4 separate regions of the Mus musculus genome follow, and all the other regions are linked to region 4. The links are chromatin contacts, called in public HiChIP or PLAC-seq and promoter capture Hi-C maps. All regions are on one chromosome and are shown on one strand. Each heading gives the region's core, a stretch centred on a gene start, on an enhancer-like site or on the middle of the called end of the contact. The rest is flanking DNA. Distances are from core to core; before and after follow the strand shown. Region 1 holds the start of Slc35c2 (solute carrier family 35, member C2). Region 2 has its middle 14 kb from the start of Cdh22. Region 3 holds the start of Cdh22 (cadherin 22). Region 4 holds the start of Ncoa5 (nuclear receptor coactivator 5).

Region 1 (6,917 bases), core at 3,451-5,950, 250 kb before region 4:
CACCTTGGGCTCTAAGATAAAAGCACAGGGTGGCATATGGCACTGACGTTCGATGTTCTCAGTGTTGAAAATACTTTGCTGCAATAATTTTTGTTTGTTGCTTCCTGGGGGAGGGTGGGTCTCCCTAGGTAGCCCAGACTCACCTCATATCTGCAACCTCTCGATTGCTGGGATCCAGGCAGGCATCACCATCAAAGTTCCAAATTGAAAACACTACCACCACATCTTAGGGTGACTGTGGCAGGGAGGGGGTGGTTAAGGTCAGTTAACACTGGCCCCAGGTCAGCCATACCTGGGACCTTGGTGACATCATAACCAGGCACTGCTCCAAGTCACTCCGGCTTTTTGTCTGCAGGAGGTGTTGGAATTGGCCTTCTCCATCCTGTATGATCCTGATGAGACACTGAATTTCATTGCTCCCAACAAGTATGAGGTAAGTAGTGTGCCACACTGCCTTGAACACCAGTGCCCTCACTGTGAGGAGGTGTCTGTGCCACACTGCCTTGAACACCAGTGCTCTCACTGTGAGGAGGTGTGGCCAGCACAGCGGTATCCCCACAAGCCAGGCAGCCAAAATGGATCGCTAAGTCTTTGGACCTTCTACCACTGGGCTGGACTGCCCACTTCACACAGAGGTCTGTCTTCCTCTGCCTTCAGAGGGCTGGGATTAGAACTTTGCGCCACCACACCCAACCTTTCACTTTGTGCCTTAGAGCAGCTGGCCTGGCACAGGGAGGGTTTTCCTCTTTGTAATCTCGCAGTTACTTTTCCCAGGAGAGTTGAATCCCAGTTACCTGGAGCCAACCTGGTCAGGCTGTGGAGCCAGATGGATCTGCCCCTCCTAACAAGGGACTCCCAATTCACCTGAAGACCAGGAAGGTGCTAGTGCCCAACTCAGTCAACTCGTTGTTAATTGAGGGCCTGTTATTGAGCACTTGGGGTCAAGAGGAGAGGACCTTGGGCCAGCAGGGCTCTGTTGGGATGATAGAGCGCAGTGAGCTAGGCACAGAAGAGAGCAGCAGCAGAAGGCTGCAGGGCAGAGCTTCTGCTATACACATACACAATACATGTGCATTCTGGGAGCCTCTGCCTTAAGTTTTGTTTTTCTGAGACAAGGTCTAATCCAAAACTTACTGTAGCTTAGGTTAGCCTACCTTTGTCTCCTAAATGCATTGATGTTATAAGCATGTTTCATCATGTAGGTATGTCAGTTTCTTTTGTACTGCCCTTTAAAACATGGGTATTTGTTTTTGTTTTGTTTCGAGACAGGGTTTCTCTGTGTAGCCCTGGCTGTCCTGGAACTCACTCTGTAGACCAGGCTGAACTCAGAAATCTGCCTGCCTCTGCCTCCCAAGTGCTGGGACTAAAGGCATGCGCCACCAAGCCCAGCTGAGTTTTCTTCTTTAACTAAATTGCAACTCTGAGTACCTGCGTGCTTCCTGCTCGTTTCATTGAGTGTGTGTGTTGAGTGTGTGCTCATTGAATGTGTGTTCATTGAGTATGTTCATTGAGTGTATGTGTGTTTTTATTGAATATGTGTGTGTTCATTGAGTGTGTGTTCATTGAGTGTGTGTGTTCATTGTGTGTTCATTGAGTATGTGTGTTCATTGAGTGTGTGTGTTCATTGAGTATGTGTGTTCATTGAGTGTGTATGTGTTCATTGAGTGTGTGTGTGTTCATTGAGTGTGTGTGTGTTCATTGAGTGTGTGTGTTTTCATTGAGTGTGTTTTCTGCTCCAGTCCTGGTTTCTGTTCTCTTGGTCTCCAGAACTGCATTGTAGATCACATTTCCTATTATTTTTTAAATTCCCACATGAATCCCCCAGACACTATCAGTTGATATGATGCTCATCTTCCTGCTTCCCTTGCTCTTGTCTCCCATGAGTTTTGCATATTTTGAATGGTACCCAACAGCACTGCTGTGAGTCCCACTGCAGCCCCCAGGGCCACTGTGTCACTTTTGCAACTTGCCCACAGTACTGCATCTGGATTGATGGACTCAGCGCTCTCCTGGGGAAGGATATGTCCAGCGAGCTAACCAAGAGCGACTTGGACACGCTGCTGAGCATGGAGATGAAGCTGCGGCTTCTGGACTTGGAGAACATTCAGATCCCCGAGGCGCCACCTCCGGTCCCCAAGGAGCCCAGCAGCTATGACTTCGTCTATCACTATGGCTGAGCGGGAAGGGACTGGGGCCCAGGAGAGACACTGGCAGCCCACGCCACTTGTACAAACTCTGTAGTGATTGTGGTAACTACTCCTCAGAGCCAGTGGGACCCAGAGCTTCTCTCTGTCCCATCCACCAGGAGTCATGAAGTCAGGGCATGCTGCCCTCCTCAGCACCACAGAGCCTGGGTCGGGCTTGGAGGGGTGAACTCATGAGGCTCCTGCCTCCCGCTCTGCGTCACATCTGCATCTGGTACTGGACCTACTGACAGCCATCCCCTTTCCTTTCAAGTCTCCTCTCTGGTTTGTTGGAGAGCCCATGTGGGCCAAAGCTGGTCCATGAAAGGCTGACCATGGGGGCAAGAGGCCTGGGGAGCTCGGTGAGAGCCTCGGAGTGACTGTCTTCAGGTGGCTCAGGCAAGAACAGGCCTTGAGCTCCTGCTTAATAGGTCTCTGAGGGCTCATCCCAGCCTCGTCCTGTGCCTCATGCTGCTGCCTCTGGGGTTTGGCCCTACCATGTCTAGTCTCTAGAGACACCCGTCTCTCTTGTCCTTGCAGGTATCAGGACAGGTAGTAATTTTGCCCCAAGCCCTCAGCCTCATCCTGGCCAGGCAGAGGCCTCCAGCCTGAGTCCTGCTCTCTTAGGCTTTAGGAATGAACACTGCAGGGAAAGGCAGGCTGAGGCCTCTGGCTCCCCCTACCCCTCCAGTCCTCTCTCTTCCTTGCTGAGGCACAATATTCCCATGCCCCCTCAGTTACAGGCCCCTCCGTTTGCTTCCCTCCTGCCTCAGACAGGGGTGTTGCCTTCCCTTTCTCCCCTTCCTGGCGCTGTGGTTTGTGCCATTAGCCATGATTTCACAGCGGCTGGGGCCACAGCTGTGCCACGGCCTTCATTGGTGCTGCAGCACTGGAAGCCCACGCGCACAGCCTCTTTCCTTGGACGCATGTTACCATGGTGGTATTCAGTACTGGTAGCCTGGCATGGTGGGTACTACCCAGTGAAGAGTGTACTATATATTTTCTTTACTATAGGCCATACTTATACAGACATGTATATATATTTATATAAGATCTTCCTATCTTAGGATAGAATGTTTAAGGGAAAATAAAATCAAGAACAAAACTGTAGTGCTCTCAGTCATGAGCTGTGAGTGTAACCAGAGAGCAGCCAGGAGCTTCCTGTCAGTGATGTGTTTTCAATAAATACTCTTTCATGTAGACTGCTTCCTATCCACACCTCTTCCTCTGCACTTATTCCCTGTCCCAAGGGTGAGGAGCGGCCTGACAGCCTTCATTTCAGTGTGCCTGGGAGCATGTGGAGAGCTCCCAGCCACTCTGAGAGCATCTCCCTCTCCCCTCATCTCTCCTGCTCTTGTCATGCGCAAACTACTCACACCTGCTGGCTAAGGATGCTCACAGCTTGTGCTACAGGACAGAGCGTTTTCTGCTCAGTCGTGCTGGGTACAACGTGGAAAGGCATACTGTACACCCCCAAGAACCCATCCTCCCTTTTTCCCCTGCCAGGGACACAGCCAGGGAACAGCTCGAGTACTTGTGCCTTTCAAAGAAGACATGTTCCGCACCCCGCATGTTGCCTGCAGTTAGTGCCCAGCTTGCCAGCTGGTGCTTTAAGCTGGTGCTCCCATCAGCAGCCTTGGTAGCTGGGAGGTTTGAATGAAGGCAGTGATGAAAATAGATACTTCCCCTTGCCTCAGTCAGAAGGGGGTGAGGACAGGCGCTTTCAGAAGGCATAGAAAGTGCATGCAACGCAGGCTTTGAGGGCTGAACGAAGCCAAGACCTTGGGCTGCGATGGGCACCATTGTAGGTCTCAGGAAGCATTGAATCAACGAATGCTTTCGTGATGCCAGCTGGCAACAGCCTACAGCAGCAGTGTGCACAAAGCACAGCTTACACGCTGGCCTTGAGCCTTCTGCTAGGAGCCAGGAGCCCAGCCAAGTCATGTGCAAGGATTCCTGTTTGCAGCCAGTCCTAGTAGAGCCCGGATGAGCAGACGCCGAGAACTGGGCCAGCTCGGGTCTGCAGCCCTAGCTTGCATGGCTTAGAGGTTATCTTGCCCACATACTCTGTACCTGAAATGAGTCAAATCCAGGTGTGCTAAATTGGTGTTCTGCGGCCACTGTAACCTGCTTCCCTGGGCTCCCGGTAAGACTAGATCCTTCTTACCCCCTTCCTTTTGGGTTCCATTTCCTCTGCGATGAACTTCACGTACTCAGCCTATTGAATAATTCTCACAAATTTATAGGCATACGCAATGTCACAAAGTGTCCATTATCACTTTGCCAGGACGTTTTACTAATAAAATTTAATGGTTGTCATGTCATTTCCCTGCTGCTTGAAGTCCCTGAAGAAATAAGCCCTGTACAGAGTTATTAGTAGCTGTGATTCGTTCCTGGTGCCCGTTTAAGGGAAAGGTACAGAGGGACCGTGTTGGGAAGCTTGCTGTAGCCGCCTTAGAGATGCTCTGGCTCCGCCCACCCCACCGACTTCCGGCGGAAGTCTCGCCTCCTGAGGCACAGTGCCCACCTCGAGCTTCCGGCAGGAGGCTCCCGGCGAGAGCCTGGGCGGAGGTAAGTGGGCGTGTGGGCGGTCCCCTGCCTTCTCGCCCGGCCTCAGTTTCCCCAGCTTTCCAGTGGCTCTGGGCCCGTTCGCCTGGCATTCGCCGAGCACGTACGAGGGGCCGGGTCTTGGGGATGGGGGGAACCAGGTGGATACTGCCGAGCAGGCGCGGCAGGGACACGTGAGCAAACACAGTCGTCACGCGGTGTTAAGTGCCACGCGCAATGGGGGTCCTGGGGAAGGGGACCAGAGCAGAGAGCATCAGGTTGCCTTGCCGAGGAGGACGCCGGCTGATGTTCCGGGCACACGGCTGTACGTGGCGTTGCAGCTGGCAGGCAGGATCCAGGGAGAACTTGCGGACCCAGCCCCGGGGTCTCCGGTCTGTTGGGACCGGCAGTCTTAGTTTCTTTCCCTGATGCAACTTAAGGAAGGAAGGAAGAAAGAAAGAAAGAAAGAGCTTATTTCCCCCATAGTTCTTGGTGCTGTCCGTCGTGAGGAAGTCAGGGCAGTAAGTGCTTGAAGCAGCTGGCCACGTCGTTTCCACAGTTCTGAAGTATAGAATCTTGAGAGCCATCAGTGCCTGCTAGTGCACTCTCCCTTCTTTATGGAGGCCAGGAGTTCCTGCCCACAGCTACCTGGGTCTCCTCACATCGGTTAACCTGATCAAGAGAATCAATCCCTTCCTGGTATGCTCCGAGGCCCGTCTCCCAGGTGACCCTAGCTTCTGTCAGGTTGACCACACTAACCATTCCACCAGTCTCTGGCTCCTTGTGGACTGCAGGCAAGTGCAGGCAGTAGGTGAACGGAAACTGTGGTGTAGTGTGTGGTGGTGGGAGAGGAAGTGAAGAGAAGTGGGTGGGTCAAGGAATAACTAGAGGTGGACTTGACAAGGCAGGAGATGAGGGATGCCGAGGGAGGCAGCAATGGCTTCACTGGTGCTGACTGCCTTCTGCCAAAGAAAACAGTTGTTCGGTTGGCCGTTTCTAAGTGACTTGAGAGTCAGATGAAGACCCGAGGAATATTAAGGTAGCTCCTTGCAGCACCTTGAGGTTGAGCTGTCGGCTGGAGTTACGGGGTTGGTCGTGGTGGGCTGGGAATGAAGGCGGCAAAGAGAGGCTGGGCTGCAGCCCTCAGGCATCTGTGCTTACTGAATGAGTCAGAAAGAAGGAAGACTCCAGAGACTGTGGCAAGTTGCACCCGCTAGGTCTCTGAGGAGGAAGCTGTCAGTTTCGTGAGCAGAGCCACAGAAACCCGGGCTCTGGCGAGGTGACAGGGAAAGAGTAACTGCCTGGGTGAACAGCCTGACAGACTGAGGTAAGGGAGTGGGGCCTGACATTTGGAAACTTTGCTGTAGGTGACAGAATGACTCCTGCCATTCGCCAGTGCCAAGTGCTGCTCCTCGTGCCAGTGATCCCTCTGCCCCCCAAACCACACGGCCAGAGAAACTGAGTCAGATAACTCAGAGTCTCAGTTGTAGGGGACGCAGACGGCTTTTCTCACAGATCTCTGCTGTGCTCTGAGGCACTAAGCTGGACACCCACGTTCCAGCTGAGGAGGTAGAGGGCAGCCAGGTGCTACAGTGTCGCCCCACCCTGCGCTGAGGGAGCCACTGTTTCTTGGGGAAAGGGACACTTACTAAATTCCTTGCTTGGGTAGATGTGATTAGAAGCCTGCTCTCCATTACCATGGAGGGAGGGTAAGGCCCTTAGGAATTTTACATCTGTATAGCCAGTGTGAGGCAAACCGCTGTTTAGTGGGGACACAGAGTGGCTATCTGCTTCCAAGGTCCTTTCTGGTTCTGTCTGTGTGGGGGGATAGGTGACTTTCTGCATGGTGCCCCATAGAGGTGGGGAGCTAGACAGGCTCTGAAGGAAAGGGGAGACTTGAGCAGTGGACAAATGGCAGTATGGTGACCAAGGAGGAAGTGCGCCGAAGTAGGCAGGTTAGTACGTTGAGAGAAAAGAGAACAGGATGCCCCATATAGCATGCCCCGTGACTGCCTGGGAAGGGGCGGGGCAGCGGTTCTCAGGGAGGACTGCACGGGCTGCTCTGGAGTGTCGGAGACTCAACCCAGACCCTCCACATGCTGTGCCAGCACTACAAAGGGATTTTTGGACACAGTCTGGGTTGTTACAACTTGGGTTTGGGGACATGATGCTTGTGGCATCTGGTGG
Region 2 (7,443 bases), core at 373-2,872, 220 kb before region 4:
AAGCCCACGGGGCCAGCCGGAGACAACTGCTTAACCTGTCCTTCCAAAGTGGCCGGACCCCTCCAGGTCTGCATCCTCCATGGTTCAGTGCACAACTATGTGGCTGGCTTCCAGCCCCTGGCACCTGCCCGGCTTTGCTGTCCAGGTGGCAGATGGGAGAGGCTGGGAACTGGTGTCCAGTTGTAAGCAATGACATAGGAACCGGAGTTGAAGCGTCCAATCTTGAATGGCACAGGGATATGGGAACGGACATCCTCAGGGTTCTGCTCACCAGGGCACAGTAGTACCATGTTCCTTGCGCTGCCTGCTTTTCCCACTGCAGGTCCTTCCAGGGATCACTGCCCTAACAACAGGTACCCCCCCCCCCAACCCTTTGCTCAGGGTCCTCTGCTGAGGGATGCTCTTCCCCGGATGCTGAGCCCTTAGAGACCTGATGCTGTCTGGCTAGTAATAGAGGAGCCTCAGGAAGGGACAGGGAGCTAGATCAGGTACAGCAGCTTACCTAGGTACTTGGTATCCCTGTATAAGAAGGCTGACACCTACAGGATGCCTACTGTGTGACAAGGACCTTTCTTGCACCAAGATCAAGTTTCATTCAAGCAGCAAGCCTGCATGGGCTTTCCCAGATCTGCAGAGGTAAGAAAGAAGTGTTCAGAGAGGTGAAGTGATTTACTGAATGCCACACAGCCCAGCAAAGAAAAGCTCTCATCCAAATTCAGGCAGTGCCTGCCCTACCTCATCGACTCTGTGTCACTTCTCCGGATAATGAGTGTGTGTCATGGAGCAAGGAGTATTTACCTCCCAGCCATGGCTTTAGGTGAGGGGGTAAAACAATGCCCTTCCTGTTGACAAAACTGCGGGGGGTCTGAAGTATGTGAAGAGGATAAACCCCAGAGTCAGCTACTCCCTCCAGGGTCCGCTACTCCCTCCAGGTCCTGTGGAATCATAGGACATTGAGTTGGAGTTCTATTTCAAACACACCATTGTACAAACAGGACAGCCAAGGTCTCAAGGGAATGGCTATCACCCAAGGTTTCATTCCATTACCAGGGCTCGGGCACACAGCTTGTGTCTTGGTCCACCCAAGCCTCCCAGAGAATTACTTGGGCTCATAAGTAACTCTCAGAACTCAGAAGTTCATGGCCTTTTTTTGTTTGTCTCTTTTTGATTTCTTTTTAAAGATTTTTCTACATAAAATATTTAAACTTCTTGAGCCTTAAAGAGACGTATCTATATGGACTTGGGAGAAGATAGAACAGATAAAGGCTTAGTACCCTTAATATATAAAGAGCTTTTTCCAGTCACTAAGAGAAGGTAAGTTTAAAAATAGATAAAACATATGAGCGAAAAATGGCAGTCCAGGGCCAAGAGCTCCAGGTTTCCGAGGATTCTGAGGGCGTTAAAACTGTCATTCCTTGTTAAATAGTGCTTATTTATTATTAAAAGGCCCATTTATAGTGAGGGTCACACACAACTGCTTGTTAAACACTTTTAGTGTTGGGAGGTACTTATTTACAGTTACAACCACAGAGAAAGGTGGCCAATTGCCAGAGCCACAGACTTGCCCGTGGGGCCCACTTCCTGTCTCTTCTTCAGGCTATTGCCATGGTGAAATAGCCTCACAATTCAGTTCTCCCTTAGGCCAGGATGAGGCCACTAGGGGTAGCAGGAGGTCTGGGTCCCTCTGGTCCTGTCTGTGACTTGCTAGTGACCTGACTTGCTATAGGCCCTCATCTACAGGCTTCAGGGCTCTCACTTGCAAGATCAGTAGGTTGGCATATGACATGCAGGGTACCCCACACACCACCATGACATCCAGGATTCCTCACCTGGAGTGAAGAAGGGTGTCCAGCCACAGTCTTCTCTGTTCCCTCCTACACTGATGCAATCAGCTAAGCTTTAGCCAACCGAGGTTCAAGTACAGAACCCCGCTGCACCCCACCACACTCCGCCCCATCCCACCCATCCCTACCCATCCCATCCCCACCTCCATTTTTTCTTGTTTTGTTTTGTTTTGTTTCAAGACAGGGTTTCTCTGTGTAACCCTGGCTGTCCTGGAACTCACTCTGTAGACCAGGCTGGCCTTGAACTCAGAAATCTGCCTGCCTCTGCCTCCTGAGTGCTGGGATTAAAGGCATGCGCCACCACTGCCAGGCCTCACCTCCATTCTTGATCCAAGACAAATTTTAATCTACAAATGAAAAGTCGGACCCTGAGAAGTCAGGACTTCCAGAAAACTGGTCACCCAGTGGGCACTAAAGCCCAGGTCACTGTGCCCCACCCCCATTTGCTTCCTGGGGAGGAGTGGTGGGGACCAGGGCCAAGGCCAGCAAGCCAATTCTGCCTCCAGTTGTCCTTTGCAAAGATTCTCTTCCTGGACTCCTGGTGCCCCTCCCCCTTGGGTGGGTGGGAAGTACTGGCTGGCCAGTGGAGATTCCACAGTCAGCTTTGGGGGTAGTACAGGGGGTGGTGGTGGTGGTGAGAGTGTATCCCTCAGCCCTTCCCTGAATGTGCCTGACACATTCTTGTCCCTTTGGGTAGGTAATGCATGACTGTTCCGGGAGGGAACTCTGCCCACCCACGCACTTCGGAGCCTTTATCTATGGCTGCTCTTCAGGGAGCCCAACGGCAGCCCCATATGCCCCGTGATGGCAGCAAAACGAGAAGGGGTTCAGGGCCAATTCTGCCACTCCCTGTGTGACTCCAGGCCAGCGGGTCACCTCCAAGCCTCTCAGCAGCAGGACTGTTGTGAGGGGCCGGTGGGATGATGAATTAAAGGTATTAGGAGAGGCCGAGGACCGGGAGAGGCGGCCAAGGAGTAGCTACTGAAGCTATCTGAAAAATGGGATTAATAACACCTACCGTAGGCTTCTCGGAAGGGTAATGACATAATGCATCTGAAAGGCTGGACAAAATAGCAGGGGCTCATTTAGTGGCCGACCTGGGCCCAGACCAACAAAGGCTGTGGTGGCTCTGAGGGCAAGGGGGTCCATCCTGGTGACTTGAGTGTCCACTGCAGGCGTGACCCCTTATCAGCTCTCACCCTGACACCCAGCTTAGCTCAGGCCAGCCTGGGGACATGGGCCATGCTGAGGACTCAGTGTCCAGGATAGAGGGGAGCCTGGAGCTCGGGAGGGGGATGCTTTGATCGATACTAAGCCAATCTCCTACAAGATTAGCCGGGCCTCTGGATCCAACGGTAAAGAAAATCACTGGGCACACCAGGGAGATGTGAAAAATGCCGTAGATTACAGTTTGGGATGTTCCAAGTGAGAATAAGTGAGTCTGCGATTGTTTGCTGCAGTAAATAATTCATCCACTTTAAATTTCGTTCCTTCTCGCCAGCTCCCTCCTCCTCCCACCACCTCTTTCTAAGGCTACTCTCTCTCTCTCTCTCTCTCTCTCTCTCTCTCTCTCTCTCTCTCTCCCCCCAGGACTCCCACCCCTTCCTCTCTGTCCAGGGCACCTCAAAGCCAGCAAGGAACTCATCACACAAATGTTTTGAATCTGTTAATGACACTAATCGTCTTTCACTGCTAATTAGCAACGCTGCCAAAGAAAGTTCTTTGGTAATGAGGCCAAGGACCACCCAGGCAGGGCAGCCTACTTAGGGCAGTGTGGGAAAGGTTGTGACTGTGCTGGAAGCCAGATGTCACCAGGGGACACTTTCAAGACCCCGGTTGAGAACACAGATCAACTGTAAGACAGTTTACAGGCTCTGAAAAGGCTGATGGGGAGCACCAAAGGAGCACTCAGCGGGGAGCACCCACGAAGTACCCTGTCTGTGCACAGACAGGAGCTGGGCCTCAGCAGATGGTCAGTCAACAGTCTGAACTCTACTTCAACCTCCAGAGACTTACAGCTTGTGGAGGGACATGAATTATAATGGCCTCCCTCCCTCCCACCCTCCCTCCCTCCCTCCCTCCACCTCCCTCCTTCCCTCCCTCCCTCCCTCCTTCTCTCCCTTTCTTTCTCTTTTTTCAATGCTGAGCACAGAACCTAGGGCCTCCCATGTAATGCTAGGCAAAGTGTTGGAACTGGATCCAGCCCTTGATTTCTTTTATGCATTTATGCATATATTTATTTATTTGATGTGTATGTATGTGTGTATGCGCGCGCACGCAGGTGAATGTATTCCATTGCACACATGGGGAGGTCAGAGGTCAACTTTGCAGAGTCTGTTCCCTCCTGCCACCATGTGAGTCCTAGGGATTGACCTCAGGTCACCAGACTTGGCAGCAAGTGCCCTTACCCACTGAGACATCTTGCCCCTTGGCTTCTGTGGATAGCTGCTCACTCTGTAGCCTGACCTAGCCTTCACCCTTTGGCCATTCTCTTTCAATCATTCAGGTGTTGGGATCTTAGGCCTCCACCACCATACTCAGTAACAGCCAACGTTTCCTCAACAGTTACTGACTGACATGCACCTAAGAGCTTGAGCCCTTCACACCGAACCTCACGAGGACAGCACTTTTTTCTTCAGGGGTTTTGTTATTGTCTGCTTTTAATTTTTCCAGGTACTTCTTTTCTGTCTCCATTTCGAGGATAAGAAACCCTAGGTGCAGAAAGATCAATCAGCTTATCCCAGGTTGTCATAAGGGCACCAAGGCTACCTTAATTTCACCATGGCAGAACCAGGATGGCAACTCAGGCTGCCTAGACCTAGAGCTCATCTGTTTTAACCATAAGACCTAGCAGAGAGGAAAGAGGTAAAAAGGCCTTTTCAGTTGTGGGGATGGGCCTTGTGAGCTTGGTGGGGCACAGAAGTACCGTGAGAAGTCTCCTGTGGTTAAGGCAAGCTTATGGGAATAGCTGAGCTCTCAGGGGTCTTTGAAGGATGCGTAGGCATTGGCTGAGGGAGAAGCAAATATCTCTCAAAAGGATGGGACAGAATGAGCCAAGAGTACTGGGGTGACCTCAGTGTTGGAAGGCCAGGCATGGGGCGGGACTTCTGGAAGCTATGCAGAGGGCACAGCAGAGTCTCTGAGAATCAAGAAGGGTCCCCCGGGGCCACAGGCCGGAGAGGAATGAGGAACAATGACCTGCTGCGGTGACAGTCCAGGAAAGCACATGCTGGGCTCAGGTGAGCCAAGGCTGTGGTAGGAGAGAGGACTGACCCAAGAGTCATTTGGAAGGGCGGTGGATTGGTGCAGAGGATGTGGGAGCAGCGGAGGCCATTCCCCTCCCAGCATAGAGCACCATGCCAGGTGTCCCATGGTGGGGCCCAGCCTGTGCATTCAATCAGCTGGTGCTGCAGGGGTCCCAGCTGCCAGGAGTTAGTAAGACAAGAAGTTCTCAAGCCTGAACTGGGCCCTGGCCAGCTGCTTCTCCCAGCATCTAGCATCCAGCTCCATTCCCTTGGCTGAATGATGCCTGGTCTCCAAGGCGGACATTGCAGGAGGCTGGGCCTTAGGCACAGACTCAGATAACATATCATCAGGTTTTAGGGACAGCTTTCTAGGGTTTCCCTGGGCAGAATGAATTGTTTTCTTTCTCTGTGGTCCGCCGAGTGTCTATCATGCATGTGTCAATGCCCTGATGATCTTGTAGGGGTTTTCAGGTTGGCTCCCAAATCACCCTGGGAGCTCCCAAAGGCAAGGCCATAGGCAGCCTTGGGGTGCATGTGTTCTTGCTAGCCTGTTGGATTTGTATGAATGTTGTAGTTTTGCATTATTTATCTATTTACCGCGAGTGCGTGTGTACACGTGTGCATGCCACAGAGCAGACTTAGAGGTGAGAAGACAGCATACAGGAGTCTGTTACAGCTTACCATGCGAACCCCGCCTATCATGCGAGCCCCGCCTACCATGAGGAGGCTCCCCCTCCCCCCCGCCCCCCGCCCCCTCCCCCCCATCCCCCCACCCCCGCCAATGGGGCCTTACCTTGTCAGGCACATTTACCCCCGAGCCATCTCACCAGCCCTTAGTGCACTTTGGAAATGCACGTCTCTCCTTCTAAGCCGCCAGCCCTCTGAAGGTGGTCTCTTATTTGTTTTATTTGACTCATCAGACAGTAGCTTTAGTGTGCTCAGCTCTATAAATTTGAACACACATCTAGCTTTCTGCCACCCTCTTCTGATCACACTTTCAAATCCACAAATGGTATTATGCTGTGGAGACCCTTCCGCCTCACTCCTTTGATTACATGCTTCAAAGACGCACCCTCAGCTCATGCTGTGCGGTGCCTATTATTCTAAGAACTACCAGGACAGGCACAGTATGTGTCCCACATGCCTCCCCTGCCTGTCCCTCACACAGGGGCCAGTTATCTCAATCCCCGCCCCCGGAACGGGATTGGAAAAGCCATCCCCGGATTTGTCCTTCGTGAGGCGCTAAGACGTTTATTGAGATTTATAAATTTCATTGAGATTTTTGAGTAGAAACTTTGTGTTTTGGAATTAGTCAACAATTCTTCCTAAATCTCCCTAAATCTCCAACCACCATGGAGAACAATACCCAGTAGGTTATACAGAACTGGCATGCACCGGTAGGGCTGTGCCGGGTGTCAGATGGGGACATGTCTGTATCTGCTCTGATAGGCAAATGGCTGCTTTGCTCTCTTGATCTCCTTAAGGCTCAGTCTCCCTCCCCAGTGCTAGTTCCTCCCCAGGACCTTGACTCTCTCTGGGATCTTGTAAGCAAAGGGTCACAGGTGGCTCTGTGTGACTTCTGATACCTGTTACCAGCCCTCACTCAGTCTGAGGGCCACACTTGCCCATGACATTTTATAAAGGAGGGACTCCTGGGGCTGACATTCCTGTCTAGGAGATGCAGGATCCCACGGCACCCAAGGGGGAGGGGAGGCTCCACTTATTCAGTCACCAGTCACCTTTCTGTCGAGACAGGGTCTCTCATTGGCCTGGAACTCATTGGTTAGGCTGGCTGAGCAGTGGGCCCCAGTGCCTAAGGACCACGTGCCGCCATGCTCGGCTTTTTAAAGTGAGTTCTGGGTCTTGAACTCAGTTTCTTGGGTTCCCAAGGCAAGCACTTTGCCCGCTGAGCATCTCCCCAGTCCTCATGTGTTTACTGAGATGAGGTCTTGCTAGGCGGCCCAGGTTGGTCTCAAACTCCTGATTCTCATGCCTCGGCTTCTTGAGGAGCAGGGATAACCAGTGCGTAGCTCTGCAGTGAGCATTTCCAAAGTGCTACCTGCCTCCTCAAAGCAGGCTCCCCTCGTTCTCACAGCCATCCTGGCATCCAGGAAGTGGCTCTCCCTGCCTGGCAATGAAGACTCAAGATCCCAAGAAGGGAAGTAGCCTGTGTTAAGCCCCTGAGTGGGAGTAGAGCTGGCAAACAGGTGAGTCTGAAGACCATGGTGGACCCTTAGGCACTCCCACTCTAAGAGTCTTCACCTGCAGTACCCCGTGTGCAGTGAGATGCGCGACCCTACCTCATCCATTTTCATGTGTGAGTTTGGAAAAGGAGTACTGGACCGAGGTTGACC
Region 3 (7,558 bases), core at 3,681-6,180, 200 kb before region 4:
TTAAGGATTTGGACAAACTCTCCTGTTCTGCACCTCCCCGAAGCAAGGCCCAGGCTCCTTTTCCAGCTTCACTCTCCCCGTGCCTGCCACTCACACACACCTGCAAACAAAGCGCCTTTCAAGTGTCCAGCCTTCATGCAACCCAACATTTTTATTCATCTCTTCACAAATGTTTATTGAACATCTACTATGATCCCCCTCCACTGCACATAGCAAGAAACCAAACAGGTTGCTTGGCCAGCTAGAGTGCAATGTCCCAACCCTGTGCCCACAACTCCAGGAGAAAGGAAAAGAAGAGAGGGAGGCTGGCTTTGATCCTGGTTTCTCCTCTAGGCCATCTGCCCTTGATAACCCTTGGTTTTCCCTCCTGCAGTATGGAGCCCACCATCCTACCCAGCAGAGCCATTGCTGCTGTCCGTGTTAATTACAGCAAACATCTATTCTAAGTGTCGGGCATGGCTTCATGCATTTAACCTTCACCCCAGACCTCATACATCAGCATTGCTAACGCAGCCTTGCTTTTCTCTGTCAAAGTGCTGTTAAGTGACAGTGGTGGGATTTGAACCCAGTCATTCTGGCTTTGGGCTGGTGAGTTTGAACATGGTGAGATGTCATGTGTGTGTGTGTGGGGGGGGAGCAAATTCACCTATCTCTGCTTCCCAGAGCTCCCAAGTGCCAGCTGCCAGCCTGGTCTTGCCTTGGTCCAGCCGGTCCAGCCAGTAGCCCTAAGGCCTTCACTTCCTCCACCTTGCCTGCCCCCTGCCCCACCCTGTGCTGAGCTCAGCTTTGAAGAGCTCAGCTCACAAAGCACTAGGGCCACGGTGGGTGTCCCTCCACTCTGCCTAGGTCGAGGATCCCCTCCCAGGAGGCACTTAGATGAGCCCCAGTGCCCCCCTCCCCACAAACACCGCCTTGTGGGCTGAAGGCCCCATCCTGGCATTGACATTTCTTTGGTTGTTCATGTCACGGCCCTTCAGTCTGCGCAGTTTTACAAATGTGCTGGCGAGATGAAAGGCGCCGGGAACAGCGACTGCAGAGCAAGTTCGGAAAAGCTTTTAACTTCCAGCTCCCACGGACAAAGAGGGAGGGGGAGAAGGAGTGAGGGGGGAGTGCAGGAGGGAGGAGAGGAGATGCAGGGAGTGGGGGAGAGGAGGGATGAGAAGCAGGGAAAGGGGAGGAGGAGGAAAGAAGTGAGGAAGGAGGAGAGGAAGACAGGAAAGGGACAGGGGGAGGTTAGAGCTGAGTGACAGGGAGGAGGGAGACTTCAGAGGAGGGAACTTATGACAGACAGACAGACAGACAGACAGACAGACACAGAGAGGGGGAGCAGGAAGGATGGGTCAGAGAAGAGAAGACAGCCAAAGACACAGATTGGGGCGGGTGGGGGTGGGGCCAGGTAGAAAGGACAAGTGAGGACTCACATTCAGAAAGCATCAGAGAGTTCCCTGAAAGGCTGCTGGGGAGGAGGAGACAGAGACAGCATGGAGGGCGGCAGAGAAGAGCAGACAAAAATGTGTGTGTCGAGGCAACAGACAGACACAGGGACAAGCAGGATGACAGAAAGCCATGGGGGCTGTCGGTGGGGGGAGCAGAGAGGCAGGTAAGACCCTGTGGGGTCTGCAGTCAGAGATGGAGAGGAAGAAATGGGGAGAGGAAGAGCCTGGACCCGAAAGCACAAACACACACACACACATGAGCACACACACATATACACACAGACACACACACAAACATGAACATACACACATGAGCACACACACATGTATACACAGACACACATGTAAACATGAACACACACATAAATACACACACATGCCGGGTGGTGGTGGTGCACGCCTTTAATCCCAGCACTTAGGAGGCAGAGGCAGGCGGATTTCTGAGTTTGAGGCCAGCCTGGTCTACAAAGTGAGTTCCAGGATAGCCAGGGCTATACAGAGAAACCCTATCTAAAAAAACAAACAAACAAACAAAAAAACGCATATATACACACACAGACACATACATAAACATACAAGACATACATATAAACATATGTACAAACATATAAATATACATACACATATACACACATAGATACACACATATACATACATATAAACACATATGCATACACATAAACATGCATATAAACACAAAAATACACATATAAACACACATATACATACATATAAGCACACATATAAACACACACACACACACCCCTGTGACACCTGTTCGGAGGCACACTATGTTGGAACAGACCCCACTGTTCAGGCCCTAATACTGAAGCCCTGATGGTCAACTAGAGCTGACTTTGCCCTTCAGGGGACATTTGGCAGCTTTTATAGTTGTCACAACTAGAAGAAGGGGGTGGTGCCACAGGATTTAGTGAGCAGATATTAGAGACGCTGCTAGGCAGACTGCCATGCACAGGACGGCACGGTGACAAAGGATTATGGGTCCAAATGTCATGCGGTGGAGGTGAAGGGAACCTGTGTTCAAGAGAGGGCAAAGCCAGGGGTGCAGATGACTACTCCAAAGGCCATAATGTACCAAACCCCGCTGGCTCTTCTGATGGAATCTCACAAGTTCCTCCCAGAATAATCCCCAGCCACACCCCTCCCCCAAGTCCTCCATGACTTCATCCAGACCCTGGAAGAGCAAGAGCGATACTCTCCTTGTATGCTCACCTCATACATACTATAGCATAAAGAAACCTGGGATGTCCTAGGCCTGTTGCTTGCCTGGAAGCAACAGTCCCTGTCCCTTCAGCTCAGAGGCCTGAGGAGGATCAAAATCCCCACTATCGCCACTATTCCATGTGCACTGTGACTTTCTGCAAGTTTCACGTTTCTCAGTGCCCCAGCCTCCCTGTCTATAAATTTGTAGGTTGTCTGCTGTGTCAATCAAATGAAATAATCTACATAAAAATTAATAGGTAGTACAGGGCTTACTAGCTGCTGTTGTTACATTGGTGTCATCTGATCTGAGTCAATGCTGGGAAAGAGACCTCTATGACACCCCAAGATTTTCATGGGATCTCTTCCTGTTCTTGCCACCTACTGCTACAGTCAGAAGAGCCCTGGCTTACCCTCTTCCAGAGCAGAGAACCCAGGCAGGATGTACTAACTAATCCACTCTCACCACTTTGCCTGTGTATTCCTGATATTCCAAAATGTTTCCTCGTCTGTAAAATAGGACCGATCTGCATACAAGCAAAATCACAGCAGTTCTGACGATGGTGAATCTCAAGTGCTCCCAGAACCCAGGACGTGAGGCCGCCGAGAGGAGGTTTTTGGATAAGGGTAGGAGGCAACCTAAAGGGGAAGGTGAGATGTTGGGAGAGTAAAAGGTAAGGCTCTAATGGAGTTCTGGGGAGAAGAGACTTTGTGGCTTACCCCACTGTGTGCAGGCAAATGTGGAGGCTATCACAGCCCAGGCCCAAACAACCTATGGCCCTGTAATTAGGTCAGAGTCCTGAGGGGTCAGCACACAGCCAGGCCTGGGGCAGGGACAGAAAAGAAGGATCCACAGCTGCAAAAAGTGAGTCGGGGAGAGAGGGAGAAAGCAGAAAGTGTGGAGATGCATCTGGAAGGCCAGCCTCTGGTCTCTGAAAGCATGAAAGAGTAGAGGCTAAGAATAGAGAGGTTGGGGAGGAAAAAGACCAGGAGACTGCACAAAAGCAACGCTTGGGAGATCAATGAAGGGAATGAACCGAGAGAAGAAGGACTTAAGGGAGGGAACCGGCTGTCGAGGTGGAGAATAAATCTCAAAATAAATAAGAGTGATGGAGTTCAGCTGGAAGGACTAGAAATGCAACCACCCAGAGGAGACACCAGTCACTAGGGAGGAGTGGGAGAGTGGAAATTAGAGCTCCCGGTGGTGAGCAGGCCAGGGCGAGCTGGAGTATGGGTCCCTAGGGACCATCAGGAATCAGGGTCTCGGAGGGAGGGCGTTGTCACCTCTTTAACTCAGCGTCTGTTTTGCAGGCCAGGATGCTTGGTTAGGGGCAGATGGCAAAGACATACAGCTGCACGGTCACTTCAGTCACCTGGCTGGCACCCATGCAGCTAAGAAAAAGGAAACAGTCTAGGCAGAAAAGACATCGGGCATTGGGCTAGCTGAATTTGAGCAAGAACGGAAAATCTGGCTTTGCAAGCGTTTCTGGACAGTGGGGGGTGGGGGTGGATTTTATTAGCCTCATGCTAGAGGGCACGAAGTTTAGGCTGGACTGTCTTGTTTGCCTACTCTTTTATTCTGGCTGGAGGCACAGGACTTCCAGAGCTCGCTCCTAAAGAGGAATGACCAGCGTGGCTCTCTTCCCAGGACAACTGACCTTCCACCTGCCAGCAGACTCCCAGCCCCGGGGCAGGGGCTCTGTCCACCTCAATGTTCAGTGATTGTCTCTGAAGCCTCGGTCTGTGCAAAGGGCCTTTCTGGGCAGCCAGCCAGGGGTGGCCACTTGAGAAGCCCGCCTCTACCTTCGCTTGCACCCCCTTCTTTTGAAGCCGGGCTTTCATAGTGTGTGGGGGAAGGGGGGCTAGATGCAGCGAAGTCTGGCCAGGGGAGTGGTGGGGACAGGGTCTAGTCTGCCACGGGTGCCTCGGGGCAGCTGAACCGCCAGGCAAGGAGGGAGCCCGCTCCCCTCCTGGGGGCGCTCCCTTCGCGCGGATCTGGGCTGGGAGGAGGAGAAGGAGCACTCCCCCGGGGGCTTTCCCGCTGCCGGCGACGGGGGAGACGGAGCCTCCGGGCCCCGCAGGCGAGGGAGGGGTGCGGTCGGGGCGGGGGCCGGGCTCCCCGGCTGGCTGCGGGGTCCGGCCCGGCGGCCGCCTGCGGCTCGGCGCTGCTCGGCGCTCCTGCCCGGCGGGCGCTGCATTCTCCGAGTCTCCACCAGAGGCTGCGGGAGGAAGGAAGGGATCCGTCCCTTGCACACTTCCCCCCTAGTCAGACACGCACACTCCCTCGCTCTCTCGCTCCTCCACACACGCGCGCACTCGCCGCCGCGGCTCCCCCTCTCGCTCCCGCTCTCCCTCGGCTCCTCCGAGCGGACGCCAGAGCCGGACCTGGCTGTGATCCTGCCGCTTGCTGGCGTCCCAAGGCGCGGACCAGGGTGCAGTCCGGCCGCTCCCCAAGGTAAGAGCGCGCGGCACCCGCGGGAGGACAACCGATCGCCGCTGGGGAAGGCTGCGGGCCGGGAGGGTGCACGGGCCGGGGAGAGGCGGGCGCGGCGCGGCGCGGGCTCCGGGGCAACAGCTGAAGCGCGCCCATCCCGCGCCCCCTCCCCGGCGGGGAGACAGGGACTTTCCCACGTCCAAACTTTCCCCGGCGCGGAGCCCAGCCCGGCCACCTCCCGGCCCGGGAGTCGCGGTCCCTGTGTCCTGAGCTCCAGGATGCCCCCGAGGCCGGGGAGGAAGGGGGTGTCTGCGCCAGGGGTGTAGGGCCGGAGTGCGGGGAGGGGTGGGGAGATGGAGAATCCAGCCTCTGTACGGGCCGGGACCCCGGCATTCCCGCCGCCCACCCCGCGCCGCCCCGGCTCGGCTCGCAGCCCCTCCCGGAGGCCCGGCGATCGGCGCGGCGGGAGCGTGTGCGCCGCGCGGGTGCGTGTGCGGGTCGAGCCGCGGCGACACGCGCGGCTGCGGCCACCCCTGGGTGGGGTGAGCTGGACAGGCTATGAGGACCCTTGTGGCCCTGCCGACGTGACCCCCTGCTCCCTTCGGCCGTCGGATGGCCGGTGGAGATTGAGAGGTAGCTCTACCCTCTTCATCCGCACACGACTCCGGGGACTCTGTCCCCACCACGGAGAAGGACCGGGCTTCACAGGCTCACGTCCAAAGCACGCGCCACTCGGGACTGACCCTCCGGAGGCCGGGGTGCGGAACCGGGAGGCGTGGACCTTGCGACTGTGAGGGCGTACAGGCTGCGGGACCCTCGATAGACACTATCCCTAACCACGTCTCCCTTGGCTCGGGACCTGACTTCGCCACTTCCGCTGTGGCCTGGTCGGGTCCCTGCCCCAGCTTGGGTGCTGCTGGAGACGACCCTGTAGGGTGCAGCGGGCGGAGCGCAGAGAGAGGCTGGAGTCCCCCGAGGTCTCCCCAAGCCGCAGAGGCACCCCCTGCTGGCGGGCACAGCAGCGACGGCTGAAGCCTGCGGGGCCCGGCCGGTTGAAGGCTTGTCCGGCTCGCGCTGCTAGGAGCCCCCTGCTTTCTCTCCTACCCTTCCTAGTCGGCGGCGGCGTTGGTCGGAGGGTGTGCGTTCCATCTGATGAGCTCCCTGGGTCCCAGAACCAGCAGGAGTGCTCAACTTGGCCAGAGTCTTGATTGTTAGTATTGGCTACTGCCTCTGCTTCTTCTCCTTCTGTCCTGGAAGCCTATCCATTATGTCCTCTGTCCCTCAGAGTATCTCCCACGCTAGCCCACCAGTGCCCACCCTGACTCTTTTTGGGATGTGGGGGCTTGGCCCGTCTCATCCTCAGTGTTGCCACCTTCTTTCACCCTTCTTGCCTCAGTGTCTGTCAGGTCAGAAGGCATCTTCTTCCCCAAGCCAGCCTCTACTCTGCGGCAGCAGGATTCCCGGCTTTTTCCAGTGTTCCCTTAAACACTGCTTGGGATGAAGTGGGGGTGTCTCTGTGATCTTCCTTCACTACAAGAGTACCTGTGCTCCCCAGCAGGTGCTTTACCAAGCTAGGTCTCTCAGCCTAGGACATCTGCCTCTGGGGCACCCTGTCTGATTCTATCTACCTGGGCTGTCCTCCTTCCCATCCTGAAGTATTTATTGGAGGGTGGGTTCTGGGGTCACAGGGCAAACACTATCAAAAGGCAGAATGGGAACCCAGACACCCTGATATCCGGGCCTCACCAATTGTATGCTGGGTGAGTGTGAGGGAAAATGGATCCATTTCTTGTCCTCAGACTGCAGGCAAAGCAGGAAGGCGTTTGCTTCCATGCAGCATGAGGTATTTAAGGTAGATCCCCAGAGCTCTCAGGGGGAGAAAGCTGTTAAGTGAAAAACTGTGGTGACCCTGGGTACATGTGTATAGTGTGTGTGTGTGTGTGTGTGTGTGTGTGTGTGTGTGTGTGTGTGGCTTGGTTGCTTTTGCACAGAGGCTGGGCCTCAGCCTCTTTCCCCCTCTGGGGTTCTCTGTGTCCGTATCCTGTGGAGTTCTGAGACTCCCTGTGAGGCCTCGGGCTGGAGATGGAACAGGGATCTTCACCACAGCAAAGTTTGGAACAGTTTATTTACCACACCAATAAAGGAGTTGGCCAATTAAATTTCCTCTTTTATCTGAGTTTTTCTCTTGTTTTCTTCCATCAGGAAAATCCATTGGAAATACAGCCCGGGGGGGGGGGGGGAATGAGTTTCTGTTTATGTAACTGCACCCTTGCTGGGAAGCCTAGGAGAGGGTGGGGGGCTAGGCTGAGACCCAAGCTAGGGTTATACCAGCCCTCCCTCGGGAACCAAGACAGGCTGCATCAGTCGTTCTTGGCTGGGAGGAGACCAACACCTCAGTCCAGGCTCAGGAACTGAAGCCTTGTTTCCTGAATGTCCCCCACATACAAAGGAGGCTCTCCATCAGCTT
Region 4 (6,861 bases), core at 815-3,314:
TTCCTAATTTTTTAAATTGAGAATGTATTTTAAGTATTTATTTTTATTTTCTGTGTATGAGAATATTGCCTAAATATTATGTCAGTGTACCACGTTCATAGGCAATGTTTGCATAGGCAAGAAGCCTGCAAAGGATAGTCTGAAACTGAAGTTAAAGACAGTTGTGAGCTAACAGCCTAGGTTCTCTGCAGGAACAGCAACTGCTCCTAACTGCTGGGCCATCTCTGCAGCCCATACCTTAGGACCTATTTTACAGAAAAAAGGGTAAGTGTCTGTGGATTTTTTTTTTTTTCCGAGATGGGGTTTCTCTGTGTAGCTCTGGCTGTCCTGGAACTCACTCTGTCGACCAGGCTGGCTTCGAACTCAGAAATCCACCTGCCTCTGCCTCCTGAGTGCTGGGATTAAAGGCGTGCGCCACCACTGCCCGGCAATCTCATACATTCTTATAATCATTTTTTACAACCGTTTCGCCTGTGTGTAAAGTTAGTTTCTAGTTACAGCCCAAGAATGACTTCTTCCCACCAGCACGCATCTCAGTGTGCAGCTACACACTCTAGTGCAATTTCTTCTTAGTTTGAGCTCTATCTTTCTGCTAGCCTCTACTCTCCAAGAGGACAGAAGGTGCTAAGATGTGCTAAGATGGTGCCTAGCACGTAGATACATATCAAGTCACAGTGTCTTTTAAGCAATTATTTTATAATTAAAAAGTTTTGAGGCAGGGTCTCCCTTGCTGGCCTGCAATTCCTTATTTATAGGCTGGCCTTGACTGCACAGTGGTCTGTCTGCCTGCTTCTGTCTCCCGAGTGTTGTTATTAAATATGTATAGTGATACCGGGCGTCGTGGCACACGCCTTTAATCCCAGCACTTGGGAGGCAGAGGCAGGCGAATTTCTGAGTTCGAGGCCAGCCTGGTCTACAGAGTGAGTTCCCAAGGCTACACAGAGAAACCCTGTCTCGAAATACAAACAAATATATATATATATATACAGTGACATACCAGATGGCTTTTGTGTTTTAATGCGTGCGTGTGTGTGTGTGTGTGTGTGTGTCTGTGTCTGTGTGTGTGTGTGTGTGTGTGTACATGGGGTTGAACTCAGGTCATCAGACTAGGCAGCACACACTTTTGTCCCCAGAATCACCTTACCAGCCACGCTTTGAGGTCTTTGTAGCAAATGTACAAGAAACAGTGAGTCAACTAGCAGAATGAATATAGGATCCGATGTTTAAAGAAACTGGGCTTCTCACAGTGTTCAAATCCCACAGTCACCAGTTTAGTTGGCCTGTATTGTTCAGGAGGAAGACGAGGCCCTACGGCATTTGAGGCACGAGGCGATTCATGTAGCCGGAGCTTTGATTCATGGAGAGCATTTACAACTGTAAATTCCAGTCCCTGTGACAAACTCTAGATTAAAAGGGGGGAGGGGGGACCCACACCTTTTTTACATGCTTCGTGGTCGACAGTAACGTTGAAGTCAATTTTTGACCTTGAATATTTCTCAAAGAAATATCTCAAGAAAAAAACCGTAATATATCTCCAGGAGCCTCTTGGCTCCTAGAGACAGCTAGGCAACTAATAGGATCCACAATGTATTTAAATGCAAATTTAAACCCAGCTTTTTCTTCACCTCTCTGCTCTCTTTGTTCCTTGTGATCAGGTTTGGGCACTGCACATTTTCCATCTACAAATGCTTGGCCTTTCGGGGCTTTAAGTTTTACAGGGATGAAAGTACTGGGGGACTTGTTCTTGTTACACAGTTATGGATGAGGAAAGGGGATCTGGAAAAGGGAAAAGCCAGACAGCAGTCCTGCGCGGGGCGCAGGCGTGGAGCGGGTCCTCCACTGAGACCCCGTTACTAGGCAACCGCTGGCGTTCTCAACCGCCGCCCCAGAACCACCGCCTCGCCCCCGTCGCCAAGGAGATGGACGCCTCAGCTCAGCCCTGCCGTAAACCCGCAGGCTCTTTACGACACTGCCGCGGCCGCCGCTGCGTGCGCGCCCTCTGCCCCTACCTCCACACTCCGCCCCGGCCGCCATTGCCTCGTGCCCGCGCTAGTCGGTTGGTGGCGCCTTTGTCCTACGGCGGGCAGGTGGGCAGAGGCCGAGGCGGCAGCGGCGGGCCTGAGGCGGAGGAGCGGCGGGGAGGCGGCCACGCCGGTAGCGGTGAGTGCCGGGGAGCGGTGGCCGTCCGCCGAGGCGTAGTACTGATGGGCAGGCGGTTGGGGGGGCGACGGGGACGCTGAGGCGGGAGGGCCCGTTCGACGCGCGGCCTGCTCTCCGGGCACGCGCGAGGCTGCGCATGCCCCGGAGCGGGGCGCGGCTGCCTCCGGCTCCGGTCCGGTCCGGTCCGGTCCGGCCCAGACCCGAGTCTGGCGGACCCAAGTAGGCGAGCGAGCGACTGACCGTGCGCTGAGGTGGGCACCGCGGCCCGTTTCGGTCGCAAGCTGCTGAGGCTTCTTTGTAGGATCGAGCACGCCCTGCACTCGAGAGTCTGTGAAGTCGCTCGCCCGGGGCTTTGGTGGGCGAGGGGAGCTCTTGTGAGTCAGTGGCACTGGAGGGCTTCGAACCCGGGTCCAGGATACCGGTCTCGGCGGCGGTGTCCAGGCGCCAAGCAGCCTAGGGAGCGCTGTCGCCCTGGGCGTATTCTCGAGATGTCAACTTGTGTGACAGCTCGCCCATTCTATGGACGTGGACCCTAGGCCCGGAGAACCGGGCGAGAGAAATTGTGCCGGAGGTTCGTACGGACACGGCGCCGGAACCTACTGGCTTCCCAGGGCCCTTCCCGCACCCCGGTAGCGGGTCAGGGGCTTTGCTTAGGACCACGTCTCCCCAGCTTCCGTCCCTCGCGCTGCACCTTTACAAGTCCGCCTACATCTGTACTAGATACCAAATGTTAAATGTTTTTCTTTAAACTGACTCTGACCCTCCCTCCTTAAATGCATTTGTTTAAGGCGGAAATTTTGAACCCCAAACGGTATAATGGAAAGCCAGTTATTTCTCTAACGCTCATAAAAAAAATAAATACCTGTCTATTAAAATAAACACTTGTGTCCTTGTTCCTCCTGAAGTTGTGCGCTCCAGGCTTTGGGAACCGCTGCCCTTGGAGTACGGGGTTAATTGTCATGTTATGTCTTTCACTGTATATGGAATTTTTCCCCCTGCGGCATTCCAGCTCCCATTGCAATGTCCCGGGGTGTCCCGGGATCTTCAGGGTGATGATAAATATTCTGAGCTTTCTCATTGTAAAAGGTTGTCCTTTAGAAGCGCTAATCTCAGGAGCTGCAAGAACCATCCCTCAGATGTACTGGGTGTGTTTCCTCGCTTTCTTACAGTATTGTGGTGTGGTAGCCACCTTGAAAGTTCATGAAAGGATGCTTCTGCAAACCCTGATGTGGCTTTTGACCACAGAACACTTAAACTTGTATCTGTCTGAGTGTGAAAAAGCAACTTTGTATCAACATTTTGGAACAAGGCTCTAGTTTTGCCTTGTGGGGATTGGAGACCACTTGACTGATGGTTAGCGTGCATGCCTGCCTTCCTTTTGGTTTGTCTCTTCCATTTAGCTCGTCTTTCCTCTTTCATATATTTTTTGAGCCCCTAGACATGCATTAGTCTCTACCGAAACATAGGAGACTGCTTCTCCTTGTATAATGTGCTAGCAAAACAACCACATTGCAAGACTAAATGGAAGGTATTTTTCTAGATATCAGCAGTTTCATGTCCCATTAGCTATCTGATCATAAATTCAGTTTTTAAAAAGTGTGAGAGCAGATTTACTTTATTTTCTGAAAGGAAATTCAGAAAAGCCAACTTGGACCATTCCAGATACCCCAGCACCAAGGGCTGTATGACAAGAAGTCTGTATTTTGGGGGGCTGACCTCAGGTTGAGCACAGAATAGAACTAAACATAAGATCATCCATTGGTCCCAAACTTCTCAGGAGCAATAATGTACAAAGAAGCAAGGGAAATTTGATTTGACTTGGAAGTCCCATTTCCGAACATCAGCAAGTGGAGCCTCATCTACCAGTGCCCCAAGCTAAATAAACAATGCTTTGCTCTGAAACTTTATTGTAAATAACTATTCCAGGCATTCCATGCCTGCGGCCTGCAGATGGCAGTGCCTTTAAAAGCTTCCTGCACTGTGAGAACTGAATTCACCTGTGCATTTAAGAATGGAAAACCTTTTACAAAAAGGAAACCTTTGGAATGTGCCCTTCAGTTTTCTTCAGGTTTTGACTCCCCACGTGACAAATGTTGTCTCTGTTTCTAAACTCACCATTGGTGCTTAGTTGCAAAGGGAATCCTCAGCTAGCAGTGCACATGGTAAATACTACTCTTTTGTTCTCTAAGTTGGTTTGTAAGATGGGTGCATTGGTGGTGTTATATGTGTTACAAAGTTTTGTGCATATACAGAAATGAGAGCTCAGTAAAATTGAAAATTTCTTGCCCAAGAACACGTTCAAGATATTGTTGGAGATGAAAGATTTCAAAAGAAAAAGTAGCTATGTTGTATAGTATCCACAGTACAGGAGTTCTGAGGCTTCTTTGTATGCTAACCTCATGCAAGTATGTCGCAGAGATGACAGCAATCTCATTATGACTTTCCCTTTGTCTTCCCATGAACTCTTCCAGTTCAATGTTCCCCCAAAGAAGAATTCTTTCTACTCTATTGCTTCCTGTGTTTTATGAATGATTAGTCTTTGAGGCTAATACTTTTAAAGCTCTCTTTAAAAGTATTTTTAACAAATGTTTTGTGTGTGTGTGTGTGTTAAAAGATTTGTTCTATGAACAGCATATACTGTTGGCTAGACTATTCTGCTTAAACAGAGTTTAAACTGTCAGATAGCTAAAAGAGCAGTGCCCAATGGGAGATGATCCTCTGTTACTCTCACTGATAGACATTTTAATGAAAGGTAAGGGTAATAAGGCAGTAAGTACCAGGGTTCCAATAGCCTGTTTATTCCTTCAGCTTATGCAGTATAACATACAGTTAGGCCCTTTATTTGGAAGTCTCCCTAAATCCTGTTCAGCTAGAAATAACCCACAAACATTAACTGTCAGAAAGAAAATGATGTGACAGTAGCTAAAACATGGAAACACACAATCCCTGAAAACTGTAAAGTGTAATCACACTGTGACTTCCATAAGAAATAGGACCATCAGCACAGATTTCCAGAGGCCTAAGTTAGTTAACTACATAGTTATGGGCTCTCTGGTCCACATCCTAGACGATCTGATGGCTTTCCTTTAATATACTGTTGTGGGTCATCCAGATGCTGTTTGTATTCTGATGTTAATTCTGCTTCCCCAAGGGGTTGCCTCTGAGAGCAGCCCATCAAGTGATCTCCTGTGAGCCTTCTCTCCATTTGAACTGGTCAGTAAACACCTGTGATTGGGCAGGTAGAAGAGGATGAGAGGGAAAGGAGAGGGGACTGAAGAAGAAGAGGAGGAGGAGGAGGAGGAGGAGGAAGAAGCCATGATGGACCAGAACCACTTGGCCAGGAGAAACTGCAAGTAGCAAAGTGTCTTATAGCTGGGGAATAAGTTAGGCTAGTATTAGATCTGCCCAATCTAGGCTTATAGCATATAATTATAATAATTGGATTGTGTGTTTTTATATGGGCTTATTGGAGTTGGAAATTCCAGCAACAAACTGAGTTTATTGTTTTTGAAGCATGTTATCCAGCTCTCTGGCAATGAAGTGCAGACTGCTAACTCTCCAAGCCATAGCTAGGAGTTATTGCTTTGTTACTGGGGTCCTCTTTGAAGCATTTTGTTCTACTATCTAAATGCAACTTTTGGGAAAAAATTAAAATGGCCACATATCTACTTTCACATCCACACTGATAAATCAAAGTGGAGTAAATCTGAAGTTATCAAACAGACATTGGGATCTTTGTAGACATTCCTTGTTAGGAAAAGGCATTTTTCTGAATGTAAAGAGTTAGTTATCAAAAGGTCCACAGGCATTCTAAATATTTCATATTCTCTCTAGTTTAGACTATACTACAACTTAGTCAAAAAGCCAAGGAGAATCTAGTTTAAACTACTAAGCTGATGCCATTTTTTTGTTTCGGCTTTTCAAAACAGGATTTCTCTGTGTAGCCCTGGCTGTTCTGGAACTGACCCTGTATGCCAGGCTGGCCTTGAACTCACCAAGATCCTCCTGCTTCTGCCTCTGAAGTTCCATGATTAAGGGTGTGGGCCACCACTGCTAAATCATTTTTATAATTAAGAGCTTTTGGAGGCAAGTACAAGCATAAACCAGCAGTTGTCACTATCAGTTAGTGATCCTGGCTGTGACTAGGTTTCTTTCTGACAGGTGATGTTTATTATTTCTATTTGAATAGGGATTAGAGGGAAACTTGTAAGTGGAAGGTCTAACCATATGTTGTACTGTGTAGCTAGAGGAATGTATAGGTAACAGACTAGTACTTCCAAAATATTGTTGAAAGTCTTCTAAGAATTTAGTTAAACTATGGAAGAGTGGTCCCAACAGATGCTGTAAACTTAAGACAGGGCCTAAGAATCTGATTTTTAATGAACTTTCTAGGAGGTACTAACACATCATCATTAAAGCAGTGTGACAGAGAACTTTATGTCTTGTTTCATGGACATAGAGTTTTGGTTTTTTTTTTTTTTTTTTTTTTTTTTAAAGATTTATTTATTTATTTATTATATGTAAGTACACTGTAGCTGTCTTCAGACACTCCAGAAGAGGGCATCAGATCTTGTTATGGATGGTTGTGAGCCACCATGTGGTTGCTGGGATTTGAACTCCGGACCTTTGGAAGAGCAGTCGGGTGCTCTTACCCACTGAGCCACCTCACCAGCCCGAGTTTTGGTTTTTTAAGATGAAAAA

Evidence for each region. Promoter capture Hi-C pulls out the DNA fragments that hold promoters and counts their contacts. HiChIP or PLAC-seq counts read pairs in DNA pulled down with a chosen protein or histone mark. Capture Hi-C pulls out chosen DNA fragments and counts their contacts.
Region 1: a promoter capture Hi-C map of liver shows a contact between it and region 4. The contact joins the promoter of Slc35c2 here to the promoter of Ncoa5 in region 4. A contact is called at or near these places in 24 of 39 promoter capture datasets (the 3T3-L1 cell line, the C10 cell line, the HPC-7 cell line and 14 more), 6 of 484 Hi-C or Micro-C datasets (CD4 T cells, the G1E-ER4 cell line, the N1E-115 cell line and 2 more), 17 of 115 datasets of contacts at active chromatin or transcription factors (the SCID.adh cell line, acute myeloid leukemia, differentiating embryonic stem cells and 11 more) and 3 of 9 other capture datasets (adipose tissue, liver and pancreatic islet).
Region 2: an H3K27ac HiChIP or PLAC-seq map of acute myeloid leukemia shows a contact between it and region 4, with 3 times the contacts expected there. The contact joins the enhancer-like site here to the promoter of Ncoa5 in region 4. A contact is called at or near these places in 8 of 39 promoter capture datasets (the C10 cell line, the HPC-7 cell line, cranial neural crest and 5 more), 5 of 115 datasets of contacts at active chromatin or transcription factors (acute myeloid leukemia, embryonic basal ganglia, embryonic hindbrain and 2 more) and 2 of 9 other capture datasets (embryonic stem cells and pancreatic islet).
Region 3: a contact with region 4 is called in a promoter capture Hi-C map of second pharyngeal arch cranial neural crest. The contact joins the promoter of Cdh22 here to the promoter of Ncoa5 in region 4. A contact is called at or near these places in 6 of 39 promoter capture datasets (the HPC-7 cell line, cranial neural crest, embryonic stem cells and 3 more), 11 of 115 datasets of contacts at active chromatin or transcription factors (acute myeloid leukemia, embryonic basal ganglia, embryonic forebrain and 5 more) and 3 of 9 other capture datasets (adipose tissue, embryonic stem cells and pancreatic islet).

Annotation. Positions count from the first base shown.
Region 1 is chr2:165,285,621-165,292,537 of GRCm38.p6, reverse strand. Slc35c2 (solute carrier family 35, member C2) reads left to right here and starts at 4,700. Exons shown (of 10, transcript NM_144893.2): 1 at 4,700-4,754. It overlaps Elmo2 (engulfment and cell motility 2), which reads left to right. Exons shown (of 21, transcript NM_080287.2): 20 at 356-433; 21 at 1,977-4,507. The coding sequence ends at 2,177.
Region 2 is chr2:165,245,265-165,252,707 of GRCm38.p6, reverse strand. No RefSeq gene overlaps it. Among named protein-coding and RNA genes, the nearest start is that of Cdh22, 14 kb to the right of the region's middle. Within about 2 kb of position 1,622, at least 7 of the 459 cell types and tissues checked have an H3K27ac peak or open chromatin away from gene starts, as enhancers often do. A contact at or near this core is called in the HPC-7 cell line and acute myeloid leukemia, where this site is marked.
Region 3 is chr2:165,232,109-165,239,666 of GRCm38.p6, reverse strand. It overlaps Cdh22 (cadherin 22), which reads left to right and starts at 4,930. Exons shown (of 12, transcript NM_174988.3): 1 at 4,930-5,112. Gm36748 (a long non-coding RNA gene) reads right to left here. Exons shown (of 3, transcript XR_375215.3): 3 at 6,753-7,558.
Region 4 is chr2:165,029,982-165,036,842 of GRCm38.p6, reverse strand. It overlaps Ncoa5 (nuclear receptor coactivator 5), which reads left to right and starts at 2,064. Exons shown (of 8, transcript NM_144892.1): 1 at 2,064-2,160.